Regions from separate parts of the Mus musculus genome. Here region 2 is linked to region 1. A link is a contact called in public HiChIP or PLAC-seq data. All regions are on one chromosome and are shown on one strand. Each heading gives the region's core, a stretch centred on a gene start, on an enhancer-like site or on the middle of the called end of the contact. The rest is flanking DNA. Distances are from core to core; before and after follow the strand shown. Region 1 has its middle 61 kb from the start of Ank3. Region 2 holds the start of Ank3 (ankyrin 3, epithelial).

The links. HiChIP or PLAC-seq counts read pairs in DNA pulled down with a chosen protein or histone mark.
Region 2: an H3K4me3 HiChIP or PLAC-seq map of the SCID.adh cell line shows a contact between it and region 1, with 22 read pairs. The contact joins the promoter of Ank3 here to the enhancer-like site in region 1. A contact is called at or near these places in 1 of 39 promoter capture datasets (hippocampal neurons), 16 of 484 Hi-C or Micro-C datasets (the AtT-20 cell line, the G1E-ER4 cell line, the N1E-115 cell line and 10 more) and 16 of 115 datasets of contacts at active chromatin or transcription factors (the SCID.adh cell line, SST interneurons, VIP interneurons and 12 more).

What each region holds. Positions count from the first base shown.
Region 1 is chr10:69,469,369-69,475,289 of GRCm38.p6, forward strand. No RefSeq gene overlaps it. Among named protein-coding and RNA genes, the nearest start is that of Ank3, 61 kb to the right of the region's middle. Within about 2 kb of position 3,348, at least 4 of the 459 cell types and tissues checked have an H3K27ac peak or open chromatin away from gene starts, as enhancers often do. A contact at or near this core is called in the SCID.adh cell line, where this site is marked.
Region 2 is chr10:69,528,758-69,535,103 of GRCm38.p6, forward strand. It overlaps Ank3 (ankyrin 3, epithelial), which reads left to right and starts at 4,951. Exons shown (of 43, transcript NM_146005.3): 1 at 4,951-5,527. The coding sequence starts at 5,465. Gm51806 (a long non-coding RNA gene) reads left to right here and starts at 5,533. Exons shown (of 2, transcript XR_003949008.1): 1 at 5,533-6,346.

The DNA.
Region 1 (5,921 bases), core at 2,098-4,597:
CCTTCATTCCTTGAATCCGGAGCTTTGAACCAATTGGCTGTGAATAGAAATCCCAGGCTCCCTTTGGATGGCAGCGTGCAGGTAACTGTAATTTAAGACATGCAGACTCTGGTAATTTAAGAATAGAAATGAGCTTTGTTACTGATAACGAACACACACACACAAAAGAAAACCACTAGGATGCATGGTGACGTTTTGACCAGAAGGAATTACGCCTATTTTCATATTTTATTGCAGTTGTCTGAAGTACATTGAAGTAGCATGTATTCTCACACTCTGAACACTGCAGTTGTTATTGGATGTGATGCAATGCATTAAATGGGAGTACATGCTATCACAAATATGGCTTTGATGACACTTTGGCAATTATGTTTTCTTTACAACCCTGCTTCCTTCCCTTTCCTTCCCTTTCCTTCCCTTTCCTTCCCTTTCCTTCCATTTCCTTCCCTTTCCTTCCCTTTCCTTCCCTTTCCTTCCCTTTCCTTCCCTTTTCTTCCATTTCCTTCCCTTTCCTTCCCTTTCCTTCCCTTTCCTTCCCTTTCCTTCCCTTCCCTTCCCTTCCCTTCCCTTCCCTTCCCTTCCCTTCCCTTCCCTTCCCTTCCCTTCCCTTCCCTTCCCTTCCCTCCCCCCCCCTTGCATTTAAATCCAATTTGAAGGCCAATGAAGTGATTCCAAGGGAAAGGGCACGGGCTGGCTAGTTTTACTCAACTTGACATAAGCTATAGTATAGTCCTTTGAAAGGAAGGAGTCTCAATTGAGAAAATGCCACCATAAGGCTGTGCTATAGGTAGGCCTGTCAGGCATTTTCTTAATTGATATGGAAGGGCTCAATTCACTGTCACTGTGGGTGGGGCCTTCCCTGGGCTAGTGCTCCTGGGTTCTACAAGAAAGCAGGCTGAACAAGCCATAAGGAGCAAGCCAGTAAGCACCCCTCCATAGCCTCTGCATCAGCTCCTGCCTCCAGGTTCCTGCCTGGTTTGAGTCCCCACCCCCACCCCACCCCTGCTATGACTTCCTTTGAAGTTGAACAGTGGAAGTGTAAGCCAAATTAACGTTGTCTCCCCAACTTGCTTTTAGTTGTGGTGTTTCATCACAGCAACAGGAACCCTGAATAAGAATGGCCACTTGCCACCAAACTGGAAGACCTGAGTTCAACTTCTGGATCTTTCCATGGTGGAAGGAAAGAATTGATTCATGCAAGTTGCCCATGCACACAAACACACACATCATTAAAAATCCAAGTAAATCTGTTTCTAAATGTTTAGCGTCACTATAAGATTTAGATGTTGTTTCTCAGGCATTTTTATTTGTTCAGCATTGACTACGCAGCTCAGGTCCATATGCTGGGCAGTGAGCTCTTCACTGACCTAGTAGGTGTCTAGTTGGGTTTTAGCCTCCATACAAAGAGCCAAAGAAAGGAAGGAAGAGGAGGAAGAGGAGGAGGAGGAATGCACACACGCTCTAGGTATTATATAATAGCTAATTCTTCAGAATTACCTAATTCTGGTGTTTGTTTAGTTTTGTTTTGTTTAGTTTAGTTTTGTTTTGTTTTGTATGTGCATCTGGTGTTTTGCCTGCATGTATGTCTGGGTGAGGCATCTGGTAAGATGCCCTGGAACTGGAGTTATAGACTGTTGTGTGCCGCCATGTGAGTCCTGGGAATTGAACCCACATCCTCTTGAAGAATAACCAGTGCTCTTAACCGATGAGCAATCTCTCCACCCCCCCCCCAACTCCACCCCCAATTCCTCAGGTTTTTGTTCGTTTGTTTGTTTGTTTTTGTTTTTTCGAGACAGGGTTTCTCTGTGTAGCCCTGGCTGTCCTGGAACTCAATTTGTAGACCAGGCTGGCCTCGAACTCAGAAATCTGCCTGCCTCTGCCTCCCGAGTGCTGGGATTAAAGGTGTGTGCCACCACGCCCGGCAATTCCTCAGTTTTTATTATTTCATTTCTTTTCGTGTTTTGAGCAGGTTCTTACGTAAATCGATGTGGCTTTGAACTTGTCATGTCACTTAGAATGACCTTGAACTCCTGATCCTGTGGACTGTACCTCCTGAGTGCTGGGATAATGGGTGTGTGCTGCTGCATCTGGCTCCTGTCAGGTTTTAGTGTGTGTAAATGTGTGTGTGTGTGTGTGTGTGTGTGTGTGTGTGACCTTCCATTATGATATCATGTATAAAAAACACAAGAGTAGGAATAATCTGTAAAAATATGGAGACAGAACTTGGCAGGAGGGGGAGTGAACACCAAAGATACAATGAAAGGCCTGATTGAGAGTGTCACCCTGAACATCTCCATCATAAAAATGTACCTTGATAATTAAACTCATGATGACAATCTATAATCAAAAAGGGAAAAAAAAAAAAACAAATTACAAAGCTCTTTGGGTCACCGTGGACTTTAGGTAGTTCTTACTACTGATCATCATTATCTCAGATGAACACAAGCTTTCTAAATAGAGAAATTAATGAGAGAAAATGATACATTTGAATTTGTTCCCTTGCCCTTTGGGGATCTGTTAGAATGTAACAAACTGCTTGTTGGTGGCTTGGGGTGAAATCTCCCTCAAGTGCGTTTGAACACATGGTCCCCAGCTGGTGGCAATGTTTGGGGAGGTGTTGGAATTGTTGAGAAGCGGAGCCTAGCTGAAGGAGTGGGCTTATTGGGGTGTGGGGCTCCTTGGGGTTTTTGTTCTGTTCTTGCTTCCTGACCTGGAAATAAGTGAGCCGCTTCACATGCCTGCAGCCTCTCCATACCACAAGGAACTCTGTTGCTCTCAGTTATAATCAGCCTTTTCTTAACTTGCTCCTTGTCAGGCTTTCGGTCACTGGGTTTTGAAAAAAAAAAAATACACACACACACACACACACACACACACATATATATATACACATACACACATATGTGTGTGCATGTGTTTGTATTGCTATAAGCCAGTTTAGTGTTAAAGCGCCTCAAGTTAGCTGCCCCATCTTGTCCTCTTGGATCCTTAGCCCTGGCCAAAGCTTTAATAACAATACCCTCTCCATGCAAACCTCACATTTTGCAGCTTTGTCTATGTGTCCTTGATTTAGGAAGGTGTATTTGCTTTACATAGATTAACAGATTCCTGTGTGTGTGCTTTTGTGTCTCTGTGTGTTATTCGGGGCCTGTTGTTATACAGACGTGCAAATACAGTCCCTGAAGTTATTCGGGGCCTGTTGTGGGTGCCTATGCTGTAAGGATGGTGTTTTGTGATCCCTCATAGCCCAGGGCAGATCTCGATCATCCAGGTAGAGATGATTACTTCTTATCGTCCTTATCTCAGATGAGCTGGCTTTCAAAACACTGAATTCATATAATCAGATAAACATCTGTATTATGGTCTCTCTACAGGCAGATTAGTGACTTCCTGAATTCTAATGGTTGAGTCTGGGTGCTCTTGTGCTGTCCCCCACCCCCAATGCCAGTGTTAAAAATTACATGATAGATTCCACATAACTTCATTGCACCAAGCCCTCCTTTTCCTTTCTCCTGTATCTAACCCCATTTTCCCAAACCAGATGTCTTAGAGTTTTACTGCTGTGAACAAGCACCGTGATCAAGGCGACTGTTATAAAGGACAACATTTAATTGGGGCTGGCTTACAGGTTCAGAGGTTCAGTCCAGTATCATCAAGGCAAGAATATGGCAGCATCCAGGCAGGCATGCTGCAGGAGGAGCTGAGAGTTCTGCATCTTGTTATGAAGGTAAACATGAGAAGTCCAGCTTCTAGGGAGATAGGAGGAGGGTCTTAAAGACCACACCCACAGCGACACACTTCCTCCAACAAGCTATACTTCCTAATAGTGCCACTCAAGCATGCTCAAACCATCACACCAGGATTCCAGCATATGTCTTATTTAAATAACTTCATCATTTCCATCTATAAACCTGCCATGGTGCCCCACACATGGTCTTGGCATTTCATAGGATAATGTGTCAAGTTTCAGGCCAGCAGGCCTATAGTATGAGATGACCTCAAAAGTATTTTTTCCTATTCTTCATATGATTCTGTATTTATTTTAATAAGCAGATGTTATCAGACTTCATGCCAGGTACAAGTGAGCAAGAAAGAAATAGTTCCTGTCCTCAGTTTCCCCTTTATAAATGATCTCCAAAGCCTCTTAGTTTGGTTAACCTAGAAGGCTCTAGAATGCTGGGTGGTCTGGGATGGATTGGTTCCATGGTAATTCAAGCACATTACACTAAAGATCTTGGTATATTTATTTAAAACACCTATAAAACAATATGTCCAGAGGCTTTTGAGATTTACAAAGATTTATCTCTTAAAGAAAATAGAAATAAAACATCAAATTCAGACTAAAACACAGCTGGATTTTTAGTTATGTAAACAAGTTAGGAAGATGTTGTTTTTCCTTGTAGTTTTGGATTGTTCTGGCACAGAATGATCTTCTAATCTGAAGGTCTCTTGTGGGGCACTTTCCTCTAGTAGCTACCTCTTTGACTATATTTGGCAGGTACATTTGTGGGTATATGGGCATCTTCCTGTTTCACACGCATGCATGATGGAGGAACAGGTGCTTGGCTGTGATGTAGGTTGTATTGCTTGGGTTTTACTTGGCTCAAGGCATAGCAGAACCAGTAGACATGAAACCTAGTTCTCTGCTGAGATCAGCTTTGCAAACTGCCTCTTCTGCTTCGGTCTATCTCATCTCTTTATGTGCCATGTCCTTTTGTTTTAATTTTAATAACAACCTTTTATTATTGATTTTGCTGTCATATGTGATTTCAGGTCTTTTTCATTATCATCTTAGTTGTAATAAAAATTTGGGTTGACTCATTAAAGAATCCATCCACTCCCATGCAGTTTCTTAATATTCCACATCAACTTTAAAACCATGGAAACTGCCTAGTGGTGGTGGCACACACCTTTTATCCCAGCACTCAGATGCAGGCCAATCTGAGTTTGAGACTAGCATGGAAGAGAGAGAGAGAGAGAAAGAGAGAGAGAGAGAGAGAGAGAGAGAGAGAGAGAGAGAGAGAGAGAGAGAGAGAGAGAGAGAGATCCAGGACTGCCAGCACTACACAAAGAAACCCTGTCTCGAAAAACTGACCCACAAACATAAAACAAAAGAAAAAAAGAAACATGGAAACTAAGACAAATGCAGTGATTCACGGCTGCATTCTGTACACCTACATTCTGCATATCTGCATTCTGTACATCTGTATTTGCATGTCTGTATTCTACTGCACATCTACTAGTGCAGAAGTGTGCCTGTACTACTCAGGAGGACCACTGCAAGCTTGTGCTAGAGTGAGCTGCAGAGAGAGTTCCAGGCTAACCTCAGCCTGGGCTACACTGAAACATTGTTTCAAAAAGCTAAGATAACAAAGTAAAATAAAATCTTTGGAAAGTGCACATCTATGCAAAGAGCCTTAGGATCCACATCTGTAGAAGAGTGAGGAGAGCAGGAGGGCTGGGCAAAAATGTATTTGTGGATTTTGTTAGTGTCAGGTTCGTAATTTGTAAAATGAGATAAACAGCAATTCCTGTCTTCAGATGTGGCTCGTCCTGTTTTATATTAAATGTACAGTCGTTCAGGGCCGCTCCTCCTCTTCTGTTGCTAATAACGCATCTGCTTCCTTTCTTTTTATTCATTAAAGAAAATCACCACTTTAAAGCAGTCAGTGATCTCCATAATTAGTGTTAGTGTTAAATTTAAAAAAAATCACTGCGAAGTAAAATAAAATAGAACAATACAAATAATAACAACCCTCCACCCCACCCCCCACATACGCGGGGATGGTTTTCTAGTGTCTCACTTGGCTCTGGTGATGGACCCGTGGAACGTTGAATTCATCCCGAGCCAGCTCTTGGTAGCAGATGGAAGGCTTTAGAAACCATGTTGTTGAAATTCTTTGGACCATGGCGTGAGTCAA
Region 2 (6,346 bases), core at 3,701-6,200, 61 kb after region 1:
GAGGGAGGGAGCAGGGTGTGTGTGTGTGTGTGTGTGTGTGTGTGTGTGTGTGTGTGTATGTGTGTAAGGAGGCCCAGCTTGTTTAACCAATAATAACTGAATCTGATCTCAGGGCAGTTTCACTTTAAGCTCTGGGAGAGTCTGGTGTGGAGTAAAGCTCTACAAGGAACTGGCTGGGTGACCCCGGAAGGTCAGAGATCAGAGGTCAGATTCCAGGGCTTCCAGGAAAACAGCCCGTTTTATCTTGAAGTCCCTAGGTATTTTTGATGTTGAAGAATAATGAAGAATGTTAAAGCATGTTATTTCCAAGAGTTAGCAAGTGTGTCATGTCAGTTCCCCAGCCCACAGCAGAAATCCCCAGCGGCCTGGTCAGAGAAATAAAACGAGTCGAACCATTCGGGTATGTCTCCCGAATGGCAAAAAGAAGTTGTTTTACTTTTTTAATTTTATTTTATTATTTTTTTATTTGTTGTCTTTTGGCACTCGAGCCTTGGCCAGGAAACTACTGGGTTAGTTTTCCGTAGAATTTTATGTAGAAGATAACTTAAAAAAAAAAAAATTGTTTGCTGTTAACCTGCCCGTGCTTTCCCCATGGTAAGCGACTTTCATTTTAAAAATAGAGCAGTTCCAGGAGAGTTGACCGGGCTCTGTGTCCTCTTATGAGAGTTACTTATTTTAAAAATAGAACCGTCTCAGATTGGTATCAAATACCTGATGGCCGGGTCTTTAATCGGTGCCGAACAAGTAAGTAGCCTGCCTATGGGGTGGCGTTTCCTCCTCTGTGAACTCCTGGAGTCTCGCTTTTCATTTGGATAATTTCATTGCACACAGCTTAAACCATCTTCTTAGGTTATATTTAACTTCTCTAAGGGCTGGAGAATTTTCTAATTTGGGAGTTTAAAAAAAAAAGGAGGTTGCCATTGGTAAGTAGTTAACACTTAACATTTTTAGAATATGTAATCACCTGTAGACTGTTTTTAGATCAATCAAATTACCCTTTCACTCAGAACAATTACAATTTAAAATGCATTCATAGGCCTTTGGGTATACTAAAGCCCTCATTGTTTATATAGCTGTGCAGGTGATCAGAAATGAGGGTATGAAATACCTAATACACTTTCTCTTTTTGTTTGTTTTGTTTTGTTTTCCGAGACAGGGTTTCTCTGTGTAGCCCTGGCAATATCCTGGAACTCACTCCGTAGACCAGGCCGGCCTCGAACTCAGAAATCCACCTGCCTCTGCCTCCCAAGTGGTGAGTGTTTTACAGTGTCAGGGAAAAAAAAAATCATGGCGGAGTGTTCAGCCAAGGCTCCCACTCAAGAGCTGTACAGACTTTCGGAGATATTATTGTTGTTTTGTTTTGCTTTTTTTGGAGACAGGATCTGACCATGTAGCTCTGGCTGTCCTGGAACTTACTGTGTAGACCAGGCTGGCCTCGAACTCAGAGATTCACCTGCCTCTGCCTCCTGAGTGCTGGGATTAAAGGCGTGCGGCACCATGCCCGGCTGATTGGCACGCATCGGGTTCCAGAGAAAGGGCCTGGATCTCACAATGAGTTGCCTCCACTTCCTGTGGCAGGGCTGAAGGCTCTGACATCTTATTACTTAAATAATTGGACACATTTCAGTTCCCGTCTGGGAGTTGGATGCTCTGTCAGAGCTGGTTACATACTCGCTTTGGTACCTTCAGGCTATGGAAGCTAGGTTTGTGGGGGTTTTCCTTAGGAAGTGTGGTTGCTCCGCAGAGTGACTCTCGTATGATTTTACCAGGTCATGGTAAAAGGGGGTTTTTGTTTTGTTTTATTTGTCTGTTTTGGGTTTTTTTTTTTTTTTCACTTTCTACACTTTCTATTTTTTTTTTTTTCCATCAGCAGAGGGAACAGAAACTTGCAAGAGAAGACTTGTGTCTATAAACAAATACAGTAAAGTCTGGAATGAACTAAAAACAGTCTATCCCGTCCGTCCCCTAAATTTTGCATCAACTGGAATACGCTTTTATGTTTTAAAAATGTCATGATTGACATTTTAGTGTGTGGTTTTTTAAATTTTATACATCTTAATAATTAATAGTCTCTTATTTACATGCTTGTATGTAAACAGACTAATTTAAAAATATTTTAAAATTAATTTTGTAAGTTAGTATACCATTTTATCGTGGTATTGGGATACATATTGTGGCATTGTACTTAGTTCTAATTTATGCACACACCCTCCTGCCCTTGCTTGGTGGTCTCTGTCCATCCACCAACTACTCCTCCAAGCTGCTTTCATTTTATATAAATTCCATCACTGTCTCTTTCCATTCTCTCCCTCCCTGAAGTCCCTCTTTGCCTCCCTCCCCACCTTTTATATAAGAGAAAACATGGCATTTGTCCTGGAGTGAGCAGAATAAATTCTAGGCTCTGGGGTTGTTTGTTTGTTTGTTTGTTTTTGAGTTTTAAAATGTTTATTGTGAAAGAATGATCTCATCAAGGTGAATTCTTTTAATCGGTCATTAAAGCATCCATTTTTCTGCACAGTAAAGCGAAAGCAAGAGATTACAGCCACCAGCCTCCTTTTTGCCAGGATCCCCTGATAACATAGCTTAGTGTGGGTATCTTTGCAATGCTTGGATAAGCGGTTTTTATAAGTCTCTTTAATGGAACCCTTCAAAGGGTAGCAAATAACAGAAAAAATGGGACATCAGTGCAAGCCTAAAGAGAAGAATAAATCCCCATCCTGAGTGTTACATTGCTGTCCCACTTGGCGAAATGCTCCTGCTCAAAGATCTCACAGCACTGGTAGAGTTGGGAGCCCGGCAGGCAGTGTTTGTTTATCTGTGGACCACCTCATCCAATACCCTCTTCTTTCCATTCTTTCTCTAATCCTACACTCAGGACATTAGGCATAAACAAAGACTTTTCTTAGAAGGGAAGGTGTTGAAGAGATGACTCAGCAGTTAAGAGCACCGACTGTTCTTCCAGAGGACCTGGGTTCAATTTCCAGCACCCACATGGTGGGTCCCAACCTGTAATAACTCTAGTTTGAGGGGGGGATCTGGCGCCCTCTTCTGGCCATCTTATGCACTGCATGCATGCGGTACACATTCAAGTAAACATTCGTACACATAAAATAAGTTTCTAAAAAAAATTTTTTTTTAAAATGTCAGTAGTACTCTGGTAAAATGACAGAGCAGGTAGGTTATCTCTGTGGCTTGTCGAGTGAAGAGTTGAAGATTTAAATGGGATATTCAGACTTGACTTTACCTGCATGGATAGTTCAGTTTATGGAGAATTCATACAAAGCACCGACTTCATAGTTTCTCCCTCAGAGCATAATGCAAATAAGCCCAGGCTCATCTCACTGCAGTCAGGGACAGATCAACCCAGGGACGTTACTATCATTCCCCAGACTGCCCGGTCCTGAAGATGAGCAAGCACTGAATTAATGAAAAACTTGAAGGAACCATCCTACCGTGTTAATGGTTTTTCTACCTTTTATTACTCTGCCAGAGAAACATTCCAGAACAGCAGCAGAAACGGGAGAGACAGGTTAGCAGCTGCTCAAAGCTGAAGGAACCCCCAGGTCACGGAGGGGTGGGGCAACCGCCATCAATGCTCCCTGCCAGCCTTTGAGTGGTGGTTTACTGTTTGTAATGCGCAGCCGCAGAACAACCATTAAATAACCCACAGTGCGCAGGATCTCCATGGGTCGCTGGAGCAAGCACTTGTAACCCTGGTGTCCATGACAGAGCTGTCTCAAGCTGCCCTCATGCTCACTCATTTTTAGGGGGGTGGCGCTTGGGGAGTCCAGATTTGTTGAACATAGGTACAACCCTGCTTAAATGATAGATGAGAAATGGTGATTTTGGCTTCAGTATTTTAGCATTGTGTCTCCAGTATTAAATAGCTCCATGTACCTCACTGAAAACTGGCCTTCTGGGTCTCATTTACGCTCCTGTATGTCTTTGATCATATTAATTAAAATCCACTTCCCTGAGCCAGCCTCCTCTCTGGATTCCCGCTCGTTCCTCCCTTCCTAGTGTACATGTGTTTTAGCTCAAGGGACCTGCTTCCATCTTAAAGGTGATCTGGCCGGGATTGGGGGGGGGGGACCCAGAACCTTATTCCTTCCTAACAAGAATGGATTCCTAACACTTTCCAAAGATGCTTAAGCGACCACACCCGACAGTAAATCAGCTGTGTTCCGATGCGTGGACCATTTTGGAGACTTTCCACAAAGGAGTGAAGTCACCCAGAGACCTCTCAAAATCTTGGTGGCCCAGAGCAGGAGTGTGTGCCTCTGTGTGCTTGGGGACCCTGTGGTGGCTGTAATGTGGCCAGAGACCTGCACTGACCTGAGTGCCTTATCCAGGAGCACAGGATGTTTCTGGCACAGAAAAAGCCAGGGGCTGAACCTTTTGGATTTCTTGAATATTCTGGAGGGCTCCTTTTCATGGTTGGTTTGATATATTCATGACCAAAGCTTGAATGTGGTACTGGCAACTTAGGTATGGGCTCCGTGTGACAGATTCTTCATTAGAAGTCCATAGCTTTGGTTAGGCAATCTGCAAACTTTATTTTATTTTATTTTATTTATTTTTTGCTAATTACATTTTAAAACAAAACAAACAACAACAACAAAAACCACCTCACTGGGTAAGAATCCAGCTTTGTCTTCTGTAGTAACAGGTCTCTTTATTGTTTTTAATCATGGGGTTGGGGTTGGGGGTGGGGGAGAGAGAGAGAGAGAGAGAGAGAGAGAGAGAATGTGTGTGTGTGTGTGTGTGTGTGTGTGTGTGTGTTTTCACGAACCAGTAACCCGATCTCTCGTTACCACCCCCACTGCTGCCTCCTGGGTATACCCAATGCTTTCAACACATGTGTCCTCTGGAGGCTTGATCTCAGAGCATTTACATTCGGCTTGGCTTCCCAGCTTGCAAACTGCAGTGAGCCAGCCCCTGGGACGCTTCAGAGATTCGTCAGCAGTCTAGCTTATTCCTGTGTGTGTGTGTGTGTGTGTGTGTGTGTGTGTGTGTGTGTGTGTGTGCAGCGCACATGCACGTATGCCTCCCCCTTTCTCTCTCTCACCATTTCCAAGCTAGAATCACCGTGGAGAAGCAAGCCCTGAAATGTTGTCAAGATCTTTTCTCGGGGTAACGACTGGCTAAAAAAACAAATAAAAAGAGAGAGAAAGGAAGAAAAAGAAAGAAGGAAGAAAGGAAGGAAGAAAACAAAGGGTTGGAATATTGATTTTTCTTTGGAGGAATAACCAGGGCTTTGCTGGAGAGAACACCCAGTTCCTCCCTGAGGCGAGCTGAGTTGCCCGTGACAGCAGCCAGGGCTGGCTTGAAGCAGCCGCTCTGCCTGGGGAGTTCCCTAAATGGACTTTGGTCTCAATGCTGTGACTCTTTGCCGTGGGTTTGGATGTGGGAACACGGAAGGTGATCTCCTGCCTCGTCTCAACTCCCCTGATCTCAAGGAAAGATGAGTGAAGAGCCAAAGGAGAAGCCCGCCAAGCCTGCTCATAGGAAGAGGAAAGGAAAAAAGGTAAGAGGCAGGATCAACACGTTCTTCATTGTTCTCCCGGCTCCCGGGAGGTGATCTGGAGGCTGCCTTTTCCAGAGAGCTGTCTTTAGCCCGAGAAAGAAGCCACTAGAAGCAAGAATTGCTTTTGTTTTTTTCTCCCCTGTTAATGGGGTGTGTTCTGGGTTGCTGGCAAACACCTCGACTGGGGTCTATGGCTACAATATTGAAACAGTTAAAACATTGTGATTTGGATTTGCTGAGCTAGTGTTCCCTCTAATAGCAATGAAAGGAACATTAAGTAAACATATGTCCTAATTATGTGAGTGGGTGTGTTTCCCCTACCTTTTGAATTTTCCCCATGCTTGTGATCGGTAGGGTACAATTACTAATGAATATTCTTATGTTATGGATGCTAAGCTTTAATATATATTTTAGGCAAACTTGGGGAAACCTGTAGTTAGACTTTAAAAAAAAAACCCAGCATGGAGGTGAGCTCCATTTTAATTATCGATTCCTTTGATGGCGGATAAATCTCGGGTCTGCATTCAGCCCAGCTGCCTGTCAGCCATATGTCTCCAGGATCCATTCAGTTCATGGGATTCATTCTGCTTTCCACGCGGTTTGAGGTTTTGTCAAAAGAGCGGCAGAGGATTGCAGCAAACCTGTAGATTCATTCTGGGTGTCACGAATGTGCGTGTCATCCTAAGATGTGCCCTGAACTTTTCTGTTCATTTTGAAATGGGAAAGAAAGGTGATTCTCAGATGCGGGACTGTGATTTTTTTTTTAACCCACTGTGGCTCATAAACTGTCTCAGATTTAAGGTGTGCCACCAGAGGCAA